2 separate regions of the Mus musculus genome follow, and region 2 is linked to region 1. Evidence: chromatin contacts called from public Hi-C data. All regions are on one chromosome and are shown on one strand. Each heading gives the region's core, a stretch centred on a gene start, on an enhancer-like site or on the middle of the called end of the contact. The rest is flanking DNA. Distances are from core to core; before and after follow the strand shown. Region 1 overlaps Sema5a (sema domain, seven thrombospondin repeats (type 1 and type 1-like), transmembrane domain (TM) and short cytoplasmic domain, (semaphorin) 5A). Region 2 overlaps Sema5a (sema domain, seven thrombospondin repeats (type 1 and type 1-like), transmembrane domain (TM) and short cytoplasmic domain, (semaphorin) 5A).

Region 1 (4,908 bases), core at 1,358-3,857:
AGGTAGACCTATGCCTCGATGTAACCTAGGGTCACATGCCACCACAGAGATGACTCACTACTGTTTTTCTTTTACTTTTTTTTGGGGGGGGGTTGTGACCCAGTAAGTTCTGACAATAAGTACTCAGAAAATACTGTAATTTATTTAAGGGAGAATTAAACAAAGCCACACTTTGAGGATTGTTTAGAACCTACACCTAAAGTTATAGGTGTTCTAGAAAGACCTAGATTGTAATAAATGCCTTCAGGGTGGTCCCCCAGGAGGGCCACCTGCTGCTGGAGACTTGACACAGTCAAACAGTGTACACTGCAGTCTTGGTGCTGGGTGCTCAGCATCTTAAGTCAGACTCTGCTCAACTAGCAAGTTACTACTGTTTCCTGTAAAGCCACAACACAAAACAAAGTTACTTCTCTTCCCATTGGCTGTGGATGCTGATGGCCCCTTTGTCTGTGCCCCCTGACTGGTGTAGGGGCAGCGCATCAGTGACGCTAGGGGGAGCTTGCTGTGTGTGAAGTGTGGACTGAGCTAGAAGTCATGCTGCCCTTTCCATTGCCCGAAGAGGCTTCCTGCCATTCCTTGCACTCTACTTGGGGACCACCATCCATGTTTGCTTACCTGGCTCACTGGGGTGTCGTAATGATGAGTTAGAGTGAGCTTGTCTAAGGGCTTTGAAGTTTTAGTGCCCTGGATGGTGTTAGTACTAATAGAGCCATAGAACTTTCATCCGGAGTGTTTTCCTATTCATAATGTTTAGTAATTCCCTAGGTGGAACCAGCCTCTTGCAGGCCCAATGCCAGGGCAGGCTGAGGCCTGTCTAGGCCTTACACCCACCTGGGCTTCTGCCTGTAGGCCCAGTACTGCTGTTGCTTGCCCCAGCTTGACTCTTTCTGTGTGGCCCCAGGGGTGTATTTACTAGATTCTGCTAAGGGGGAAAGCCACCCAGGCTTGCAGTCATCAACTGTACGCCAGGAAACCTTTTCAGGTAATTAGTGTGGCCTGCTATAGTGTATCTCCTTGAGGTGTGGCACCCTGTCACCTTGGCACCCTCCCGTGAATGCCTTAGAGGTGGCTGCTGCTCAGGCAGTAACCTAGGGATAACCAGATGCTTTTCTGGCTCCAGAAAGTTTTGTGCAATGTATGATCCTGTTCTTGTCATCTCGATCCTTTTGTTTTTCATGTAAGAGTGGCTCCCATTTTGTCTCTGGGAAAAACAGTCTTTTGGCCATTGAGAGTGTCTTCGCCTCTTGTCTAGGTACCAAGCAAGAGGAAAGACAGTCACCTTTGCATTGCTCCCTTAGCTTCCTTCCCTCCCACCTGCCCACACCCGTGATGACCTGGAACACACTGATCTCAAGGGCACTGTTTCCCTCAGCCAGGACACCAAGAGTATATTAGAACCTCTCTTTGAGTATGAGTGGTTAATAGGGTGAATGATGAACTTTAGCTAAATATGTAGGTGAAATCAAGTATAGGCAGAGCATTGGCTGCCAGCTATTATGACTGACATCACATTTAATCTCTACTATAACTAACGAGCAGGCCAGATTCATTTAACCACTCTCTGGTAGTTGATTTTCCTTGTCTTTCCCCACTTTCCCAAGAAGGGAATGTCAGAACCCACTTTTGTACTCTGCTCTTCTCTATGGGTCATCAGACAGGTGCCCAGTTTTACCTCACAGGTTCTCCCATGTTTCTTGTCATCCTCTTCACCCATAGTCACAGTGGGGCCATGCCATCCTCCTTAGACCTCCTGGCCATTTTTACACCTTTTGGCTTATCCCTGCTTCCCAGTGTTGGCCCACCACTGTGCTCCCATGGTCCCTGGGGTCACAGTCAGGTCTCTGTAAACCTCAACTTCTCACTCTTCCTCTTGGGATAAAATGAGAAATGGACTTTCCTTATTTGCATGGCCCTTTGTTGCTACCAAGAAAAATTGTACTAGGTGAGTTACAGAGGTAAGAGCCTTTGGAACCATTGCAACAAAGGGTGAGATCAGTATCAGCTGTACAGAAACAAAACTCAGGAACCAAATCTTCCATGCACTTACCCTACCGACAGAAAGTATGGAAAGATGTCTACAGGTGTTGTTCTTGTCATTAGACCATCTGTGTTTGCTACTGATGCTTAACCAAAGGTTGACTCCTGCCATCCCATCAAGGTTGAAGGATGGGCTGTGATATCTTTTGTTGATTGTGACATTCCGCAGGGCTGGCTCCTAGGTTCATGAGGAAAAGAGATGTAGGCTGTACACTTGGCAAGAGGGTAGGGAAGGTTCTTATCCCAAAAAGGCAAGAGGAAGGATTTGAAATGGTAAGCTTTCTCAAGTAAGGGCTTAAGAAGAAGGAAAGCCAGGGGCAGGGGGTCAAGAAGAAGATTGTCTGTTGAGTTTATTGAAACTCAGAGGAACAGTGTAGCCATCTTGGTCAATAGGTGACATGATTCTCTCTCTCTCTCTCCCCTCTTGCTACTGCCTTTGTGTTCAATCATTCCTCACTTCTCATCACAGTTTTAAGAGCACATTTTCTCTGATATCAGGGTTGGACACTCTGCTTTTCCAGTTCTAGAGACTTCCAGATGTCAGCTTGTCACTCGAGGGGTTGATTCATCCATTTGTCTCAGCAAATAGCATGCTGTGCAGTAATACCATGACTCCTTGACAGTCAGCCTGATGACTGTAATTGAAAATATCTACCATATTTTGACACATCATGGATTCATAAAGCACTTTCTTAAAAGGTGAGTATATTTCTACCAACAGTTTCAAGTTAACAATAACATTCATTTTGGAAAAGTTATTAAATCTCAGCCATTGGTAGTACTATCCTATTTTACATAAGGTTATGATTCTCACATGAAAATTCAAGACATTCTCAAGTGTTGACTCACAGATAAGCAGAGAGTCATAGGGATCTCTGTTAATCTGAACTCACCAAGAGTTTCAGTCCTCTTTCGTCCATCTCCTGAATCACTGAGGCTAGGGTGAGCCTCTGACTCTACACTTTGACATTTCCTTAGTTATTTGGATTGGGACCAGAACCCGTCATACAGCTTTGTAGTTCATTAAGGACAAAAGGACCTAAGACCTTGAAAACTCGCAACTGTACAGAACTGTACTGTACCGTAAGTTTATTGAAAAGTGTTTGAGGAGGCCTGTGAAACTGAGCACTGTGGACACCCCTCCCCCAAGTGGCCCATCCATTTACATGGCCACTAACCATCCCCAATAGCTGAGGATGGACAGGTAGGACACACCACCTGTCTTAAATGTAACTCTGAGCCCTCAAGGCTAAGAATAGATCAGCAAACAGCAAGCGCTCACCTGCGATACGGCTGGCAATGTCTCCCAAGTTCTCCTGGCTTCCACACAGAGTAGGCAGTGATGGTGAACATGGCCTCAGTGCCAGCGCTGAGGCTGCAGCTGCCCAATTGGCACTGGAGACTCCCTCCACTGAGGCTCTGCAACTTTAAATGGACTGCAGAATTCTGTTTGCATTTCAATTTACTAAAAATCAAATTCAAAACAAGACATGGGTGTGTTTAAAAATACATTGAACATGATGCTAAAAATGTGAAAAGATGTTAGAATGATTTAAAAGTGATGGAAAAGGAGGTATGGGGGGTAAATAATTCAGAGCAGAAATGTACATGGCAAGCCTGTCTGGAGACAGGAGTAGTAACAGCTCCCACTTACAACTTTTCCAGGCAGGTGGGATGCATAGCCCTTGAAAAGACAAGAGTCAGAGTCAGTTTTGGCTCTGTCTTCCTACCTAAGTGCTTAGTCTCCAGGTCATCTAGGGTAGCAACAGACTGTTTCTGTGTTGCATTTGAAGGTTTACTTTTGTACAGACTGAGCACAGTGTCTTTATTCAGGGGCAATTTTGTTTCCTTCTGGATCTTTTAAGCAATGTCTAGTGAAGTTTTTGTTGTCAAGATTCAGGGTTGGGAAGCATTTTGCTGGTATGTTAACAGTCGAAGCCATGGATGCTGCTTAACATAAAATATACAAAAGAGATTCATGGTAAAATTATCTGGTGTCAAGTAATTTGGGTTGTGTGAGACTGAGAAACCTAGCTACTTTGTCGCTGATTTTAAACAGTGCTGGGGTTTTGCCTTAGAGTATAGCTGATAAACTGGTTTACAGTATGCACAACAGTCCCCTTATTGCCACAAATCGCACACAGCAGGAGCACCATCAGGCTCTGGAGTGTTCCTCCTCCCTCGGGGCCAGATGGGGAACACATTGCATCTAGGCTGGGCCATTCCATCTGTAGTCTGGGAAGAGCTTTAGTGCTCTCAGCATCTGTCGCCAGCAAGGCCAGAGCACCTCGAATGTGCACTCCGTGGCTTTCTTGGAGCAGGGAGTGCTGTTCTGGAGCAGAGCAGATCTGCCTTGGCCGTGGTGGCCTTTTTGGCTTGAAACACCTGCTGAACCCATAATTTTGCTGCAAAATGAGAGTATCCATGTTTAGCCCCATAGAGACCTTTTGTTTTGTTTTTCTGCTTCATACAGTTTATATTCTGCCAGCTTTATTTTTGTAGGAACCCCACAATCATTACTGCAGGCCTAGAATAAAAGATCCTTTCTTGGCAGGTAGATTGCAGCTAAGTTTACTTAAAAAAGAAACAAGTTGCTATGAAAATAATTTGTGATTCTTAGTAACTTCTTGGCCTCTTGACACCTTTTAGCTCAGGAGCTGTTACCATACTTTGCTTTTCCAAAATCTAAACAACTATTTCAATGCAGTTAATAAAGTTTCCCTTCACCTGGTTGTTTTAGGGAACCTTTATTTATCTCTGCTGTATAAGAAACTACTTTACTCTTGAGAATTTCTGTGTTTGACTATGTCCTTCAAAACAAAACTATCGTGTGCAAAGTGAAGAGTCCTTGAACACACAGATGGACTATGC
Region 2 (4,926 bases), core at 2,320-4,819, 120 kb after region 1:
GCCTCCCCTCTGGTCCCTCCTCCCACAGTTCTTTATTCCAGTTTTCCACCCCTTGCCTCTGAGAGGGTGCTCCCCACCACTAGGCATCTCTGTTCCCTGGAGTCTCAAGTCTCTTGAGGATTAGGCACATCTCCCACTGAGGCCAGACCAGGCAGACCTCTGCTATGTATGTGCCCTGGGCCTAGGATCAGTGTATGCTGCCTGGTTGATGGTTCAGTCTCTGGGAGCTCCCAGACATCTGGGTTAGTTGAGACTGCTGGTCTTCCTATGGGGTTGCTCTCCCCTTCAACTTATTCAATCCTTCCCCTAATTCAAGCATATTGGTCCCCAACTTCAGTCCAATGGTTGGATGTAAGTATCTGGGTCTGTCTCCATCAGATGCTGGTAGGGCCTCTCAGAGAACAGTCATGCTAGGCACACATCGGTAAACACGTAATAGCATCAGTGTTAGACCTTGGTGCCTGCTCCCTCCATGAGATGTACCACAAGTTGGGCCAGTTACTGGATCACCTTTCCTTCAATGGACTGGAAATTTTATTGTATTCAAAACTAAGATCACTTGATGAGACAGTAATAGGGAAATCCCTAGGGGTCACATAAGATATTTTATCATTTCTAACCTGGCATTTCTTGACTGAGCATTATAGGTAGCTGGATAAAAAAATAACCATTTCTGATTTAACTTCACCTATGCACCACACAAATCACCTAATATTTTACATTTATCCAGCACTGGAACATACTGAAGTGACTAGGCAATGTGTGGGCTAGATCTCAAAATCAGAGCGAGTGGATGAGCATGCGTTCTCTGAAGTGTCTCAGTTTCCCTTTTAGATAGACTGAACTGTTAGCAGAGGTTATTAATAGCTCATGCTCTATTTTAAGGAATCATGCATAGGGAGTAGGCTATAAAAACATATATTCTTCCCATGAGGTTCAAAATATTATTTATCAACAAGAAAACATTGGAATAGCATGGAGATTAAGCTTCTCTACACATTTGGCATAATGTATAAGTTACTTTGAAATTGATTGGAAGGCAGAACAGACAGTCCCCATATAGGATATTCAGCAAGACAGCTAGGGAATCTCTTCAGTCAGAGCCTTAAAACACATATAAAATGTTACCCAAATGCATGGGAAGAAAAGTACTAGGAGACAGAAATCAAGTAGTAGGCAGCCTGGAATCCTTAGGAGAGGCACAATTTCAAGACTTTACTGGCTGGAGCTTTAAAATGTGTTTAGAGATGAGAGCAGCATAGTGTGTGTGTGGTGTGTGTGTGTGTGTGTGTGTGTGTGTGTGTGTGTGTGTGTGTGGTGTGTGTGTGTGTGTGTGTGTGTGTGTGTGTGTGTGTGTGTGGTGTGTGTGTGTTTGCAGAGTATGATTCCACAGAGAGCAGAAGCTCACCATCCCTGTCTATGGAATTCCAACCTACAAGCTGCTGTTCTAGCTGCAAACTAGAAGTTTAGAAGAACGACCTATGGAATCACCATGCCTGACCTCAAGCTGTACTACAGAGCAATTGTGATAAAAACTGAATGGTACTGGTACAGCGACAGACAGGTAGATCAATGGAATAGAATTGAAGACCCAGAAATGAATCCACACACCTATGGTCACTTGATCTTTGACAAGGGAGCTAAAACCATCCAGTGGAAAAAAGATAGCGTTTCCAAAAAAGGGTGCTGGCTCAACTGGAGGTTATCATGTAGAAAAATACAAATTGATCCATTCTTATCTCCTTGGACAAACCTCAAGTCTAAGTGGATCAAAGACCTGCACATAAAACCAGAGACACTGAAACTTATAGAGGAGAAAGTGGGGAAAAGCCTCAAAGATATGGGCATGGGGAAAAATTTCTAAACAGAACAGCAATGGCCTGTGCTGTAAGATCAAGAATTGACAAATGGGACCTCATAAAATTGCAAAGCTTCTGTAAGGCAAAGGACACTTTCAATAAGACCAAAAGGCAACCAACAGATTGGGAAAAAATCTTTACCGATCCTAAATACGATAAAATATCTAATATATATAAAGAACTCAATAAGTTGGACTCCAGAAAACCAAACAACCCTATTAAAAATGGGGTACAGAGCTAAACAATGAATTTTCAACTGAGGAATACCGAATGGCTGAGAAGCACCTGAAAAAAATGTTCAACATCCTTAATCATCAGGGAAATGCAAATCAAAACAACTGTGATTCTACCTCACACCAGTCAGAATGGCTAAGATCAAAAATTCAGGTGACAGCAGATGTTGGCGAGGATGTGGAGAAAGAGGAACACTCCTCCAGTGCTGGTGGGATTGCAAGCTTGTACACTCTGTAAGTCAGTCCGGCAGTTCCTCAGAAAATTGGACATAGTACTACTGGAAGATCCAGCAATACCTTTTCTGGGCATATACCCAGAAGATGTTCCAACTGGTAATAAGAACACATGCTCCACTATGTTCATAGCAGCTTTATTTATAATAGCCAGAAGCTGGAAAGAACCCAGTTGTCCCTCAACAAAATAATGGATACAGAATATCTGGTACATTTACACAATGGAGTACTACTCAGCTATTAAAAACAATGGATTTATGAAATTCTTGAACAAATGGATGTATCTGGAGGATATCATCCTTAGTGAGGTAACCCAATCACAAAAGAAGCATTAGATATGCACTCACTGATAAGTGGATATTAGCCCAGAAACATAGAACACCCAAGATACAATTTGCAAAACACAAGAAAATCAAGAAGAGGGAAGACCAATGGGTGGATACTTCATTCCTCCTTAGAATAGGGAACAAAATGCCCATGAAAGGAGTTACAGAGACAAAGTTTGGAGCTAAGACGAAAGGATAGACTATCCAGAGACTACCCCACCCGGGGATCCATCCCATAAACAGCCACCAAACCCAGACACTATTGCATATGCCAGCAAGATTTTGATGAAGGGACCCTGGTATAGCTGTCTTGATGAGGCTATGCCAGTACCTGGCAAATACAGAAGTGGATGCTCACAGTCATCTATAAGATGGAACACAGGGCCTCCAATGGAGAAGCTAGAGAAAGTACTCAAGGAGCTGAAGGGGTCTGCAACCCTATAGGTGGAACAACAATATGAACTAACCAGTACCCCCAGAGCTCATGTCTCTAGCTGCATATGTAGCAGAAGATGGCCTAGTTGGCCATCACTAGGAAGAGAGGCCCCTTGGTATTTGCAAACTTTATATGCCCAATACAGGGGAATGCTAGGACCAAGAAGTGGGAGTGGGTGGGTAGGGGAGCAGGGCGAGGGGAGGGTATAGGGAACTTTCGGGATAACACTTGAAATTTGAAATGAATATAAAGAAAATATCAAAACAAAACAAAAACACCTATTGACTTCCTAGGAAGAGGAGAGGGACCTGACTGAAGTAGAAATTATCAAACGAAGAGAAGAGAAACTGGGACACTGAGGTTTCTCTGTGGATTTCCACAGGGAACCAGAACAAATCCCTTTCTTCTGGGAGGAGGGCTACACCAGCAGCACCACATTTGTAGGATTAGCCTGCGCCCTCTAGTGTTCGCCTCCGTGACAGTGCTTCCATAGTTCCTGGATCTGGGCTGGTGGAGACACAACTGGGTGGTGATGGGCTCAGAATCAAAGACTATATATACTGATGGAGGGAGCAGTGCGTGGCTTGGTGAGTAAGTCCCCAGACTTCATTGACAGACCGTTGGTAGATCAGCCCTGAACAATGTGGAAAATGCAAAAGATACACATGTAAAGTCAGAATGATCAGGGCCGGGGTAGCGGCAGATGTGGATGGATGAAAACAGACGCAGGGACAGAGTTTCTGAGTCGGAAGGAAATTCTGAGGGTTATGATCACGACGCACCGTGTAAAGAAGCATGGATTAAGTCGTAGATGAATGCATAGTAAGTAGGGTGCCATATAATCCTTTACCTAAGTCTCAAGGCAATCGAAAATAAATGACTTAGGCCTGGATACTGAGAAAGGGAGAGGCCATATTGTATTTTTAACCCGCCCCCTTCTCTGAAAACAAAACCATACATTCTGTTATTTTAAGGAGGAAAGTATGGAGATAGATTAGATTAGACTAGACCTAATGACTGAGATTCTTGTGACACTTTGGCTCCTCAAAGCATTCTTCACAGACATAAATGGGAAGAATGGCCACATGTTAAATGATCCACGGCTGAGAAACACATTACTTTCTCTGTCGGAGGAAGGGACATAGGGCATTTGGCATTCACAAGACAAATCACAAGCCAGTAAACAAGATTATCAAATACAGTGAAAGAATTTACAGTGTCTGCTTCTCCTTCCACTTGGCCTTTTATTCCACAGATAAAGGTGTGAAAAATGTTTGCATGTAGATGCCCCCATTTGATTATCGAACTCCAGATTCCATACGGACTCAGTGCAGTGATTTCTGCTGCTGTGTTCATTGTTGTTTTTATTATCGGCACAATCTGAATGACACTCCTCATGAGCATAGATTCAAAGGTGATGCCTTCCTTTGAGAGCTATCGTCTTGTTACTGCATGTTGCAGAACTTAGTAAAGATACATTTTCTTGGGGGAATCCTACTAACTATTTTTGTTATCCCTTAACCTGCTTTCTCTTTACTAGAGTGCTTCCATTTCTTTAATCATGTGTACTTGAAAAAAAATACCTTTGCCTCTTCTTAAAATATTGAATACATATCAGTATACACCATGGCAAATTTCTTCATATTGCCCGATGCATTCTGTCCATATCAGTATCATTAATTCAAGCAAGCTGCATATCTCTGGATGATGTTCCCTGTGTTAACTCCTGGGCTATTTGCATGCTTGATGCTTCCCTTAGATGGATGAGCAACCACCTGGGTGAGACAAGATGTCCCTACCCTGAGGTTCATTTACACCAATTCTGAGAGGGATCATGT

What was found. A called contact is a pair of places that touch in the nucleus more often than the background predicts.
Region 2: a Hi-C map of pancreatic cancer cells shows a contact between it and region 1, with 1.7 times the contacts expected there. The contact joins two enhancer-like sites. A contact is called at or near these places in 6 of 484 Hi-C or Micro-C datasets (3T3-L1-derived adipocytes, the C2C12 cell line, embryonic fibroblasts and 3 more) and 2 of 115 datasets of contacts at active chromatin or transcription factors (embryonic fibroblasts and embryonic stem cells).

The regions. Positions count from the first base shown.
Region 1 is chr15:32,320,059-32,324,966 of GRCm38.p6, forward strand. The region is part of intron 1 of Sema5a (sema domain, seven thrombospondin repeats (type 1 and type 1-like), transmembrane domain (TM) and short cytoplasmic domain, (semaphorin) 5A); the gene reads left to right. Among named protein-coding and RNA genes, the nearest start is that of Sema5a, 78 kb to the left of the region's middle. Within about 2 kb of position 2,608, at least 43 of the 459 cell types and tissues checked have an H3K27ac peak or open chromatin away from gene starts, as enhancers often do. A contact at or near this core is called in pancreatic cancer cells, where this site is marked.
Region 2 is chr15:32,434,287-32,439,212 of GRCm38.p6, forward strand. The region is part of intron 3 of Sema5a (sema domain, seven thrombospondin repeats (type 1 and type 1-like), transmembrane domain (TM) and short cytoplasmic domain, (semaphorin) 5A); the gene reads left to right. Among named protein-coding and RNA genes, the nearest start is that of Sema5a, 190 kb to the left of the region's middle. Within about 2 kb of position 3,570, at least 3 of the 459 cell types and tissues checked have an H3K27ac peak or open chromatin away from gene starts, as enhancers often do. A contact at or near this core is called in pancreatic cancer cells, where this site is marked.